4 separate regions of the Sus scrofa genome follow, and all the other regions are linked to region 4. A link is a contact called in public Hi-C, HiChIP or PLAC-seq and promoter capture Hi-C data. All regions are on one chromosome and are shown on one strand. The core of a region is the stretch at or near the end of the contact, and the rest is flanking DNA. Distances in the headings are between cores, read along the strand shown. Region 1 holds the start of NDUFB5 (NADH dehydrogenase [ubiquinone] 1 beta subcomplex subunit 5, mitochondrial). Region 2 holds the start of LOC110256340. Region 3 holds the start of ACTL6A (actin-like protein 6A). Region 4 holds the start of MFN1 (mitofusin 1).

Region 1 (2,824 bases), core at 69-2,568, 250 kb after region 4:
TGGGTGCAAGGCCCAGATAGGGGCTGCTTGCAGCCTCCCCTGCCCCATACATGCCGGAGGACTACCACATGGTCAGCCCTCACCCTTGAGTCTGAGAACCAGGAGAGAAGCCAGCCTCATCTGGCAGTTTCAGAGTGCATAAAAGAGTCATTTTAGGCTTACATTCTATAGATCTGTTTGCTCTCCGGCAAAGATGGAGAGTCCTTATTCCTGGGGCACTACTATGCATATTTGAAAATAAAGGGTGAAATCTTTGCATCTTCTTCAAAGAATCGTCTCTGAAAAGTAACTACTTTAAACCAGTGACTATAAATGCAAGTCTACCAAAATAAACTTTAAGACTCTCTCTATAAAAAAAAGCACATACATTACTTCCTTTAAAAAAAAAAATAACATGCCCAACTATTTATAAAATTCAATTCATTAAAAACAAAAGTTGTTCCCTTTTGGCTTAGGGGGTTAAAGATCACAGGGGAACAGACCACAACTGCAGCTCGGGTACCATCCCTGGCCAGGGATATTCTACGTGCAGAGGTTGAGGCAAAAAAAAAAAAAAAAAAAAAAAAGTTAATAAAAAGGAGGAAACGATATACCTTAACGCTAAAAATGATTGGTCTGTCCAGAAGACAGCGGTCTTTCTAGAAATGAGCGCCACATGTAGGATATTCTTTTCTAATACCTGCAGGGTGACTTTCCATTCATTTGGCTACTTTCATGTATTCACTCAATATTTACTGAATAATCTCTTTATGACAGACTCTGGGAGTACAAACTCCTCACCATCCCGACTCGCCTTTTTTTTTTTTTTTTAAATCCACCCGAACGTGACAGAGCTTTCAGTTCCATAACCAAAAGCTCTTCAGTGAAGTTTTTCCCACCTCTCCCAGCCAAACTGTACCTCTAGGTTTAATTTTAAAAATACTGGGTTTTTACAGACCCCCCCCCCCACAGTAAGTGGAACAAAATGTGTGAGAAAGACGGCAATATCTTACGTGGGAGACTTCTCCAAGGTCACTTACTCTTGACAGAGGTGGGTTTGGGCCCAGCCATCCCAACGGCCTTTCCATCCTTGAGCATTCTCAGCATCTCAGCAACCAAACATGAGCCAAAGTTAGAGATGCGGACAGACTACTCACATCGCTTACCTTGTGCTAGGAGGGGCCTGAGGACGTATTAACAACCTACACGCCTTCAGGGCGGCCGAGACTCTTCTACAGAACACAGCCAAACCGGCTGCAGCCATTTTTTTTCGGATCAGTAAGCAAACTGTATTTCCGCCAACAATGGCGTCACTTCCTGTGTCTCACGCGGACTGATAACGAGCACTGAAATTGGCTTTGCCCTCAGTCAACATGGCTATTTTCCGGCTTCGCCCTTGTTAGGAAATTGACACTCTCGGCTCCCGTTACTCCTCCCCGCCCTTCTCTCGCCCATAGTAGCCATGGCGGCAATGAGTTTGTTGCAGCGGGCTTCAGTCACTGCTGTGGCCACTCTGTCCCGCAGCCGCCTTGGCACACGGTTTGGATTCGGGGGTTTCCTCACCCATGGCTTTCCTAAGACTGGCGGTGAGTGCTGGCTTTGGGAGAAAGCGCGGTCAGGGAATGCGGCAGGAGAGACAGAGGACTTTTCCCGGGTCACCTTGGTGGAATCCGGAGGGAGCGGGGAGAAATTGAGGACTTGCGGCTTGAGAGAAGGAGCATGGGCTGTGTGAGGAGACTGAGAATTTCCTGAATTAGATCGATCATGTCAAAGTTATTAATTAGAATTTGTGAGACACTTCGTCATTCACCTGATCTGTTGGTGCTAATTTGAGGATGAAGCTGCGGTTAGAAAGGCACAGGGCTGAGACCCATCTTTCTCAGGCACCAGATTCTTTATATGTTCCACCTGGGCTACATTTCAGTCTCACAAGGTGGGAAATCACGTTGCTGAGGAGCCCACCCATGCTAAGTAATAATATACAGACAGGTGACGAGGCTCTGGGCTAACTCATCTGGTAGGCACAGTGCCTTCATGATGATATTTTTAGGTGTCTACGAAAATGTTTTAACTTAAATTTATTTTAAAATCAGAAAGAAAAGGACCAGAATGTTAATGCATTATGTGATGGTGAATCCAGCCTGGATCGTAATGGTTTTATAGAATGTAATCATAAAATAATTATTTTTAATATCTTAGGAAGGGACCCATAAGGAAAAAGTTCCTAGGTCTTAGAAAAGTCATTGCCTTCTTGCGGGGGGTGGGGTTATTTAGATCCTCTTGGACACTGTGAGTTGAATTCTAGGAGAATGAATAATCATAGTGGGGAAACATCAAATTCTTTGTATTCAGTATATTTTATTTCCTCTTCGATTCTATAAAGGGAGTATATAATATTACCCTCACTTTACAGATGAGAAAACTGTGACTCAATATTTATAAAAACAGTGTACTCCTGGAGTTCCCGTGGTGGCTCAGTGGTTAACGAATCCGACTAGGAACCATGAGGTTGCTGGTTCCCTCCCTGGCCTTGCTCAGTGGTTTGAGGATCCGGCGTTGCCGTGAGCTGTGGTGTAGGTTGCAGATGCCCCTCGGATCCCGTGTTGCTGTGGCTATGGCTCCAGTTCGACCCCTAGCCTGGGAACCTCCATATGCTGCAGGAGCAGCCCAAGAAATGGCAAAAAGACCAAAAAAAAAAAAAAAAAAAAGTGTATTCCTGTATTAAATTGAATAATCAGCTAACATTTATTGAGCACTTATGTGCTGGACACCACTCTAAGATATTAAAGGTATTCATTTAATTCCTCTTGAAAAAAAAATACATTGTAAGCATTCAATACGTAGT
Region 2 (2,708 bases), core at 119-2,618, 230 kb before region 4:
CCTCTAAACGTAAGTGCACCAGCAACAGAGCTTCAAGACATATAAAGCAAAAACATACAGAAACAAAAGGAGAAATAGACAAGTCCATAGCTATAGTTGGAGACATCAATGTTCCTCTCCCAGAAACTGATAGAACTACTGAAGAAAACCAGTAAGGATATATAGAAGACCTAACATTATCAACCAACTTAATATAATTAACACAGAACATTCCACCAAATAATATACATAAAATGTTCTTTTACAGGTGTACACAGGACATTTACCAAGATATTCTGGGGCAAAACAAACCTTAACAAATGGAAAAGAACTAAAATCTTAAAAATATGGTTTTTTGACCATAACTGAGTTAATAAGTGCTACATGATAGCTCGCTTTTGTTAGGCCTTGGTGTGTTGTTTTTTTTTTTACTGCTCAACTTGGCAATTTTATATATCTGGAGTATATTGCTTCATAATCAAGTTGAGTCTTGTTTCCAAATGACTTCAAAGCTCAGTAGTGAGGTAAATGTTGTCAGAGGATGTTTTGGTGCACAATGCACATGTGAGTAACAGTTATCTTTATTTTCAATGGAAATGAAACCAAAGGCAAGTAACTGTTATCATATTTCCAATGTGTTAGAATGGAACAATAGTTTCATCTTGGACATTTCACCTCTTAAGAAAACAATTCCTTAATTCTGAGGTATTGCATTTTTTGTTTGACTTACAGCCCAGGAATAACAATTTCAATTTTTCCTTTGAAACATTCTTCTTCTGCAGGACTTTGAGCAATGAGTTTTGTCATACAGATGCCTAACATATTCTAAACACTGAACAATAGTGCTAATACTTCTGAAAGCAAGATAAACACATGATAGATCAAGGGTCACCAAATAAACCATATACATCAAAACTGTGAATTGGGCAGTACATGCTAATCCTGCATCACTGAATAATCACACATTTAAGTACCAAGTATGGGAATTTCTGCTGTGACACTTATTTCTTAAAGACAGATTATCACATAACAAAAATCGTAACATGTAATGAGCATTTTTCTCTTAAAAATTTTAGAAGGAAAATTATAATTTTCCCCCACTTAGGACTACCTATTAATATTTCATGAACCTCTGTGCCTGGAAACACAATTTGGGAAATGTGGTCATAAAGTTTACTTTGACTAGTAATTTAATGCTATGCTTTTTTTTTTTTTTAATCCCCTGCTCTGGAGTAACATAGTGTTCTGAAACTACTGAAAAACACTGGTTCAAGAAAAGCATTTAGAAACGTAGACCTCTGAATTGTGAGATGAAAACCAGAGCTTAAGAAAGAAAACACAGGAAAGACAGAAATACAGTCAAATGAGACTATGACCACATAGAGAGGAATGGATCTTATTTACGACTGGGTATGGACGTGTGGTGTTAGAGCAAAAACTGGTTATTGGTGAGCTTTTTGCTCTGGATGACAACTTGGACTGTAACATCTCTACCGTCGGTTATTTCCAAGTCCTCTACTCCTTACAATTCAAGGGAGAGCCCTAGTTAGAGGACTTAAGTCTTCTTACCACTGTTCCTACGCCTTTTCAATACAATGAAAGACCACTAGGGGGGGAAACACGCAAAAAACAGGGCCTTTATCAATAGTGATCTCGAAAGGCAACAGATCCTCTTACTCTCAGGGAAAAAGAGGCTTCTATGGTGCGCCGTACCAAAGTACCACCTTGAACCTAATGTGTAGCCAAAATGGCTTTTCTAAGGTCTCGTGGGCACTACATGAAAAAAAAAGACGTATTTTGAATAGTCATAATTGAATCCTACAAGCTAATTCAAATCTTGGGGTGAGGGGTGGAGGACACTGCAAAAGGTCTCCCCGAGTGAGTCAAAGGATTGCAGAGGGCTGTGGCAGGGCATTCCTCTTTTGGGATGGGCTACAACTTAACCTTACGTTGGCAGAAGAACGCGCAGCAACGTTGTGTAAAAAGACTTCTTCCCAGTATCGATATTCACTTTTGGTTAGCCGCTGACATAGGTGGTTAACTACCGCGCCCTCTGCTTTCGCCACGAAACGGGAGGAAATCTCTTTGGGCGTAAAAGTGAACGGGCTCATTTGCTCCCAATTATTCTTTCTTCTATCTCCACCCTAACTTGCCTGCTGCTCGTAGAAACAGATATAGGACATATATGCCGCCCTAGGATGACACAGTAGCCTCACTACCGCAAATAAACAACAGCATTAAACACTCGCGGGCCCGAAAAGCCCCTCCAGCACCACCCGAACTTCGGGCAGAAAACCAAGGCGCAGGCGCATTGGCACACTGTTACCCGATTTGCCCATTTCCCTCTCCAGGTCTCTGCAATTTCACTTCCCCTTGTTTGCGCATCTGCTTCCGGGGCATAGTAGGCTCGGCCCCTTCATCGGCTCTTACCCTCCTCTACCCAAGGAGGGGGGAGTCGAGGGGGTGGGGAAGAGTTCGTTGTTTGTTTACACGATGTGAGCGGAAAAAGAGACCAATAAAGTTTATTCTGGAAACAAAAGGAAAAAAAACAGGGGTGACAGAGAAAGGAGACGGGGTGGGGGGGGGGCGTGCGGCGGGGGCTAGCGAGGAGAGGCTGCGAGAAGGAGAAAGCGGCAGTTCCGGTGCCGCCGCTGCGGCCGCTAAGGTCTCGGGCTGCTGCCGCTGCGGCCGCTGGGGCTGGGGCCGCCGGCGAAGCAGGGCTCGGGCCC
Region 3 (2,820 bases), core at 168-2,667, 190 kb after region 4:
CTGCAGTGAGAACTGTAATCATGGGGCCACAGTTAACCCAGAGTACTTTGTGCATGGTACTAGATGTGTTAGATGTGTTACATGCATTGTCACTGGGGTCAGGAAACTCTCCCTATAAGTGATCCAATAGTAAATATAGCCTCCAGCTATGGCCTCTGTACTAAAACTCAACACTGCCCTTCAGACAAAAAAGCAGCCACAAACATATTCCAGTAAAACAGCTTATCATTAGATAAATGTGAATTTTACATAATTTTCACGTCACGAAATATTTTTCTTAAAATTATTAATTTTTTTTTAACTGGAACAGTCATTAATAGCTCAACAGCCACACAAAAACAAAGTAGTCTGGATTTGGCCCTGGGGCCATAGTTTGCTGACTTCTGCATTGTCTCATTGGGTAAACGGGAATTTCTAAATGATCAGGTATACTGCCATTACACTAAGTAAATAGGGAAGGGTTTTCTCCCTAACCTTGTTCCCCACCCTACTATCACTTTCAGCCTTGCTGCTGGCACTGAGACTGATGCGGCTTTATTCAACTGTTCTTAAGATAAGAGGTACCTATATGTCTAGACTCTAGGCAGACCAAGAACCATGAAGACATACAACTGATCTTAAGAATTTTAGCTGGAGCGACATGACCATGCTTTGGGTATTTTCATAAATCAAGCCGCCTGCAAAATGGCTAAAAGGGCAAGGCGACAAGTTATTGTAGTAATCCAGAGGAGCGACAACGGTGATCTGTACCAGTAGAAATAGACAGGTTGGAGATGTATTTAGGATTAGGTGATCGCTTGGAGGAGGATTGACTATATTGCTTTACACCTGGCTCAGAGGATAAAAGAAATTTATGACACTTTGAAAAACAACTTGTAAAGTGCTACCTAAATTTAGCGGGATACTGTATCATTCCCTTCTTTCAACTATTCATAACCATTTAAAAAACTTCACGGTCCTATCGGTTTGTCCGATTTACAGATTCTCCCTACCCCAAACTGGCGCATGGCACGTTAATATTTTCAACATAAATTCGTTGAAAATAGCTTTAAAAAAATTCTTCATTCACCAATATCCAAAGCCGTCGGAACTATCGCATGGAGAGGATTCCAGACCCCCTTCTAGAGGTTTATCTGGATTTGCCGGATTCCCACCGCTCCTCCACGCGCAGCCTCACCCCCTGGTCCGGCCCCATACTCTTGCCGACAGCCTGCCTCCTCCCTCTCCCGCTCCCTCCGCCCCACTCTCGGGCCCTTTCGGGAAGCTCCGCCCCCCCCAGTTCCGCAACTCAACTCCTCTCCTTCCGTCGCTTTCCATTCTCCCCGCCCCCATGGCTGTTTTCAATTGGCTAAACTGGCTGTGCCGCGACGGGGAGCGCGGCAGAGCCTCGTTCTTATTGGTTGAAATATAGCCGGGCCTCTTGTGATTGGCTGCTAAGGGGAGCCAGCAAGTGTGACTGCGCTCCGGGGTGTGTGGACGCCGCTTTGTTGCCTGAGGGGGGTGGCGGTGGAAGTTAAGAGGGTCGGGGGCTAGAGCGTCTCCGGATCTGTAGTCGCGGCGGTTGCGGTCGCTTCGCCTGGTGTCCTTTAGCGTAGGAGTCGCGTCAACAGCAGCCATGAGCGGCGGGGTGTACGGGGGAGGTGAGTGAGTGCGGCTGCTCGAGAGCGCGCCTTTTTAGCGTGTGGGGTTCGTAACCGCCGCCCCCAGCCCTCCCCTCCCCTCCCCTCCCCGGCGGCCCTTCCGGTCTCCCCCTCTCGGGACCCCGGCCTCCCCGCCCCATCCCCGCCCCGCGCTTTGCCCGCCCCCGGAGCCCACCCGGCTCCACGATCGCCCCGGGCGCCCGGAGTCGCCGCCCCCTGGGGCCTCTTCCAGTTTCCGCCCGCCGGGGAACCGGTTTTTGGGGGTGCACGCCGCCCCGGGGCTGGGCGGACAGCTCCCCTCGGGGGCCCGGCCCGGCGAGCCGCGACTGGATTGGCCGGCTCAGGGGCTCTTCTCAGGCAGTCGGCTCTGTTGGGGTGTGCGTGCTTGCGTGTTTAAACTTGGGAGGTCCCGGCAGTTAGCTAGTGTGGACCGCGGGTTTTCGCGGCGTCGGGGAGATGGCAAAGCGAGCCGCGAGGGTTGGAACTGATTGGAGGAGTGGCGGCCACTCCGGACGCAGCCTCCTCTCCGTCCGCGCTCCGCACTCATGCTGCCTCACCTTTCAATAACTCCTGCATATATGTTGACTGTGGATTCTCCAGAGTTATTCGTGGGCGGGTCTGCTCAGGGTTAGTATAGAGATATGGGTAATTTAAGAATGAGTGGGGTGCGCGGTATAGTGAAAGATTTCCGCGGGCTGGGGCTTACATCCACCTGGGTTGTAATATCAGCCTCACTTTTTATTAAACTCTTTGCCTTGGGCAAGTTGTTTAACTTTTCCCAACTTCAGACGATTCGTTTGTGGAATGAAAATTCCTACCCATTGGGATGATTGTGAAGGTTAAGGGGGGGTAATGCTACACTTGCTACTCAAAGTATGAGCCAAAGATCAATAGCATCAGCTTCACTTGTAAGCTCTTTAGAAAATACTGAATTAGAGCCTCCGTTTTTTTGCAAGATACCTAGGTGAAGCACTGAGTTATATGATTTCCTAACCCAAAATGTTGGTCTTGTTGTTGTGTTTAGTAAGGATATTGTTTCTGAAGAGGTTTTATAGGTAGGATATGAAAATAAGGTTTTTAAAGTTCTTAGTAGTTTTGAAATGAAGCTTGAGTCTCAGGTGACACACTGACCCTCACCCCCTCCTTCCCTGTATATGTTCTTAGTTTTAATTTCTCAAAT
Region 4 (2,700 bases), core at 94-2,593:
CAGTCTTCCACCTTCTCTTGGGAGAATGAGGCGGGTTGAGGGCTGTGGCCGAGCTGCGGTTGCTGGGTGACAAGTCGGACCTGAGACAGGGTGAGTGCTTGTCGCCTCGGCTACTTGCGGGTTCCCTGCTCGGGGTGACCTTCTTCTGGCCCGGGCTGTGGGGCGGGGAGTCGTGCGCGGGGCGCTCTGTGACGAGGCGCCGCCGCGGTCCTGCGGAAAGGAGCGAGCCAGCGGGGTCGTGAGCGGGGCCAGAGGCCGGGTCAGGCCCGCAAAGTCCGCGAGCCCGAAGCCCGCGCCCCCGGTGCGGCGGAGAGTCTGGCTGCGAGCCCTGCTGGCGGAGCTCCCGCGGCCCGTGTGGAGGGCGGGGAAGGCCCTTTCCTAAGGTAGGTGTTCACACCCAGCTGAACCGGGTTGTTGCCCTCTCTGTACTTTCTCACGCGGCTCCTTCATTGACGCTTTGGAAGGCTCAGCCTTCTTTACGGACATTCTGCTCCATTTTACACACATGCACACCAGGGTCAGACTGGTTTGTGATCGCTTTTGTTTGGTATCTTTTCATGAAAAGCTGTCATAATTTTTTTTTAATTTATATTCCTTTAAGTTCTTGGTACTATGGCTTGCTTTAAGGTTTGCCTCCTTATTTGTTGTGTTGAGAACTGCTGCTTTTTAAACGTTTGTATTGCATTATGATCTTGGAATTCATTTCCTTGCTCTGCATATCCACCTCCACCCAACCAGAGGTCCAGGTTGAGAAACTTAGTGTTTGTGAACTTGGCTTCATCTCACTCATCCTGTTCCCAGATGTAGTTAAGAATCAGAATTTAGCCAGATTCATTGTCAGTAAAGGGAGCTAAAGTAGAAATTGCAACCAAGATTTTGGCCAACAGAGTTCATTTATTTTAATGGAATATCACCCCAAAGTAGTCTTTGACTAAAACACCTTTCCCCCCCAAAGAACAGTCATCTAAAAGTTTTTTGGGGAGTTCCTATAGTGGCTCAGAGGAGACTAATCTGACTGGCATCCATGAAGGACACATGTTCAATCCCTGGCCTCTTTCAGTGGGTGAAGGATCTGGTGTTGCCACGAGCTGTAGTGTAGGTTGCAGAGGCAACTTGGATCTGCTGTGGCTGTGGCTGTGGTGTAGGCCAGCAGCTGTAGTTCTGATGGGACTCCTAGCCTGTAAACCTCCAAATGCCGCAGGTTTGACCCTAAAAAAGACAAAAAAGAAAAAAAAAAAAAGTTTTTTGGAAGTTTTGTTAAGGAGAATATGTTGCTGGAAAGTGCCCTTAATTCAGATGTCTTTTATCATCAAGTTTAATTTGTACTTTTTATTTTCAGCATAATGGCAGAAACTGCTTCTCCACTGAAGCACTTTGTGCTGGCTAAAAAGGCAATTACTGCAATCTTTGAACAGTTACTGGAGTTTGTTACTGAAGGATCACATTTTGTTGAAGGTTAGTTCCTCTAAATTTTTCAAATAATTACTTTTGAAAATCCATAAAGGTGCTTTATTTTTTCAGCCTGGGTTACTGAATACATGTAGGGCTTTGTAACACATAAAACCCACCACTTTTCTGCCCACCAAGTGAGGAAGATTGACTTATATTAATAGCAACTAAGAAAAAAGTGCTTGTGTGTGAGGTACTGTTCTAGGCATTTTATTGTATTATTAACTCAACTCTCAAATCAGCACTGAGACAGATTTTAATCTCACTTATTTTAAAGATAAAGGAACTAAGGCACAGAAAAGTTAAGTGACTTAGCCAAGATCACATAGCTGGTAAATGCCCAGACTAAAAGCCGGGTAGCCCACATTGAATCAGTATACTTATCTTCCTTATCCACTTAGCAGGTAAACTAAGATCTCAGACAGACCTGTCTTATCCTCTCAAATGAGGCTGGGATGCAGTGGGAAAAGGGCAAAAGGAGTTATCTTAACGTGGGTGTAGCTATTCAAATAGAGGTGATAATGTCATACTCTATGGTATATTACTTTAGAGATAATGTTGACCTTCAAGCATACAGTGAAAAGGGAGGGGTTCTGTAAACTCTGCTGACTGTGGGAAAACATTTGGTAGAATCAAACTTCTTTTCCTAATCCCTTTTCACTAGATTTTGAATTCCTAGAGAGTGCGAATCCTGCCTTATCATTCTCTCCCTGTCACCAGATCTGACACAATTCAAGTTTTGTTGAATAAGGGAAAAAAGTACTGGTACAGAATCTTGATTTTTCAATTTGGAAATAATTTGAGCTGACACAGTGACTTTGAATAGTATTTTATTCTAAAAATTTAAAATAAAGTGAAAAGGAAGTTAAATTTAACATCTGTATATTGAGCCTGTTAAGTAGGTTAAGTATTATGTAGGAGATAATGAAATGGCAGCTGTAGAATGTAAATTGGGTTCACTTTGAGCCAGTAGACACAACCAAGCCAAAGATCAGGACAAAGAAGGATTTATTACTTGCAGCAATTTAGGAGAACACTGGGGATCTTTCCTGCAGCTCTGTCTCTCTGAACAGCAAAATTGGGGAAGTTTTAGGCTAAGAGTACGTACATAATTCAAGTGGCTTGAGTGGAGGAGAATTCAGGGGAGAATTGGGGCAAAGATCAACAGAGTCCAAGTCTTGGTTGATTGAAGTGAGGAGGGTCAGCGTCATCACTTGGTTCTCTGCCTGAATAGGGGCCTTAGTTCCTGCA

The links. Promoter capture Hi-C pulls out the DNA fragments that hold promoters and counts their contacts. A called contact is a pair of places that touch in the nucleus more often than the background predicts. HiChIP or PLAC-seq counts read pairs in DNA pulled down with a chosen protein or histone mark.
Region 1: a Hi-C map of liver shows a contact between it and region 4, with 2.9 times the contacts expected there. The contact joins the promoter of NDUFB5 here to the promoter of MFN1 in region 4. A contact is called at or near these places in 1 of 5 promoter capture datasets (liver), 7 of 47 Hi-C or Micro-C datasets (alveolar macrophages, heart right ventricle, liver and 1 more) and 2 of 2 datasets of contacts at active chromatin or transcription factors (alveolar macrophages and skeletal muscle).
Region 2: a promoter capture Hi-C map of liver shows a contact between it and region 4, with 5 times the contacts expected there. The contact joins the promoter of LOC110256340 here to the promoter of MFN1 in region 4. A contact is called at or near these places in 1 of 5 promoter capture datasets (liver), 2 of 47 Hi-C or Micro-C datasets (heart right ventricle and liver) and 1 of 2 datasets of contacts at active chromatin or transcription factors (alveolar macrophages).
Region 3: a contact with region 4 is called in an H3K27ac HiChIP or PLAC-seq map of alveolar macrophages. The contact joins the promoter of ACTL6A here to the promoter of MFN1 in region 4. A contact is called at or near these places in 3 of 5 promoter capture datasets (fetal liver, fetal skeletal muscle and liver), 4 of 47 Hi-C or Micro-C datasets (blood, fetal heart ventricle, heart right ventricle and 1 more) and 2 of 2 datasets of contacts at active chromatin or transcription factors (alveolar macrophages and skeletal muscle).

What each region holds. Positions count from the first base shown.
Region 1 is chr13:117,655,093-117,657,916 of Sscrofa11.1, forward strand. NDUFB5 (NADH dehydrogenase [ubiquinone] 1 beta subcomplex subunit 5, mitochondrial) reads left to right here and starts at 1,319. Exons shown (of 6, transcript XM_003132546.2): 1 at 1,319-1,565. The coding sequence starts at 1,442. MRPL47 (39S ribosomal protein L47, mitochondrial) reads right to left here and starts at 1,296. Exons shown (of 7, transcript XM_003132547.4): 1 at 1,146-1,296. The coding sequence starts at 1,243.
Region 2 is chr13:117,177,969-117,180,676 of Sscrofa11.1, forward strand. It overlaps LOC110256340, which reads left to right and starts at 1,369. Exons shown (of 3, transcript XM_021069818.1): 1 at 1,369-1,389; 2 at 2,177-2,708. The coding sequence starts at 1,369.
Region 3 is chr13:117,596,998-117,599,817 of Sscrofa11.1, forward strand. It overlaps ACTL6A (actin-like protein 6A), which reads left to right and starts at 1,418. Exons shown (of 14, transcript XM_003132545.5): 1 at 1,418-1,640. The coding sequence starts at 1,616.
Region 4 is chr13:117,404,694-117,407,393 of Sscrofa11.1, forward strand. MFN1 (mitofusin 1) reads left to right here and starts at 1,344. Exons shown (of 17, transcript NM_001315732.1): 1 at 1,344-1,455. The coding sequence starts at 1,344.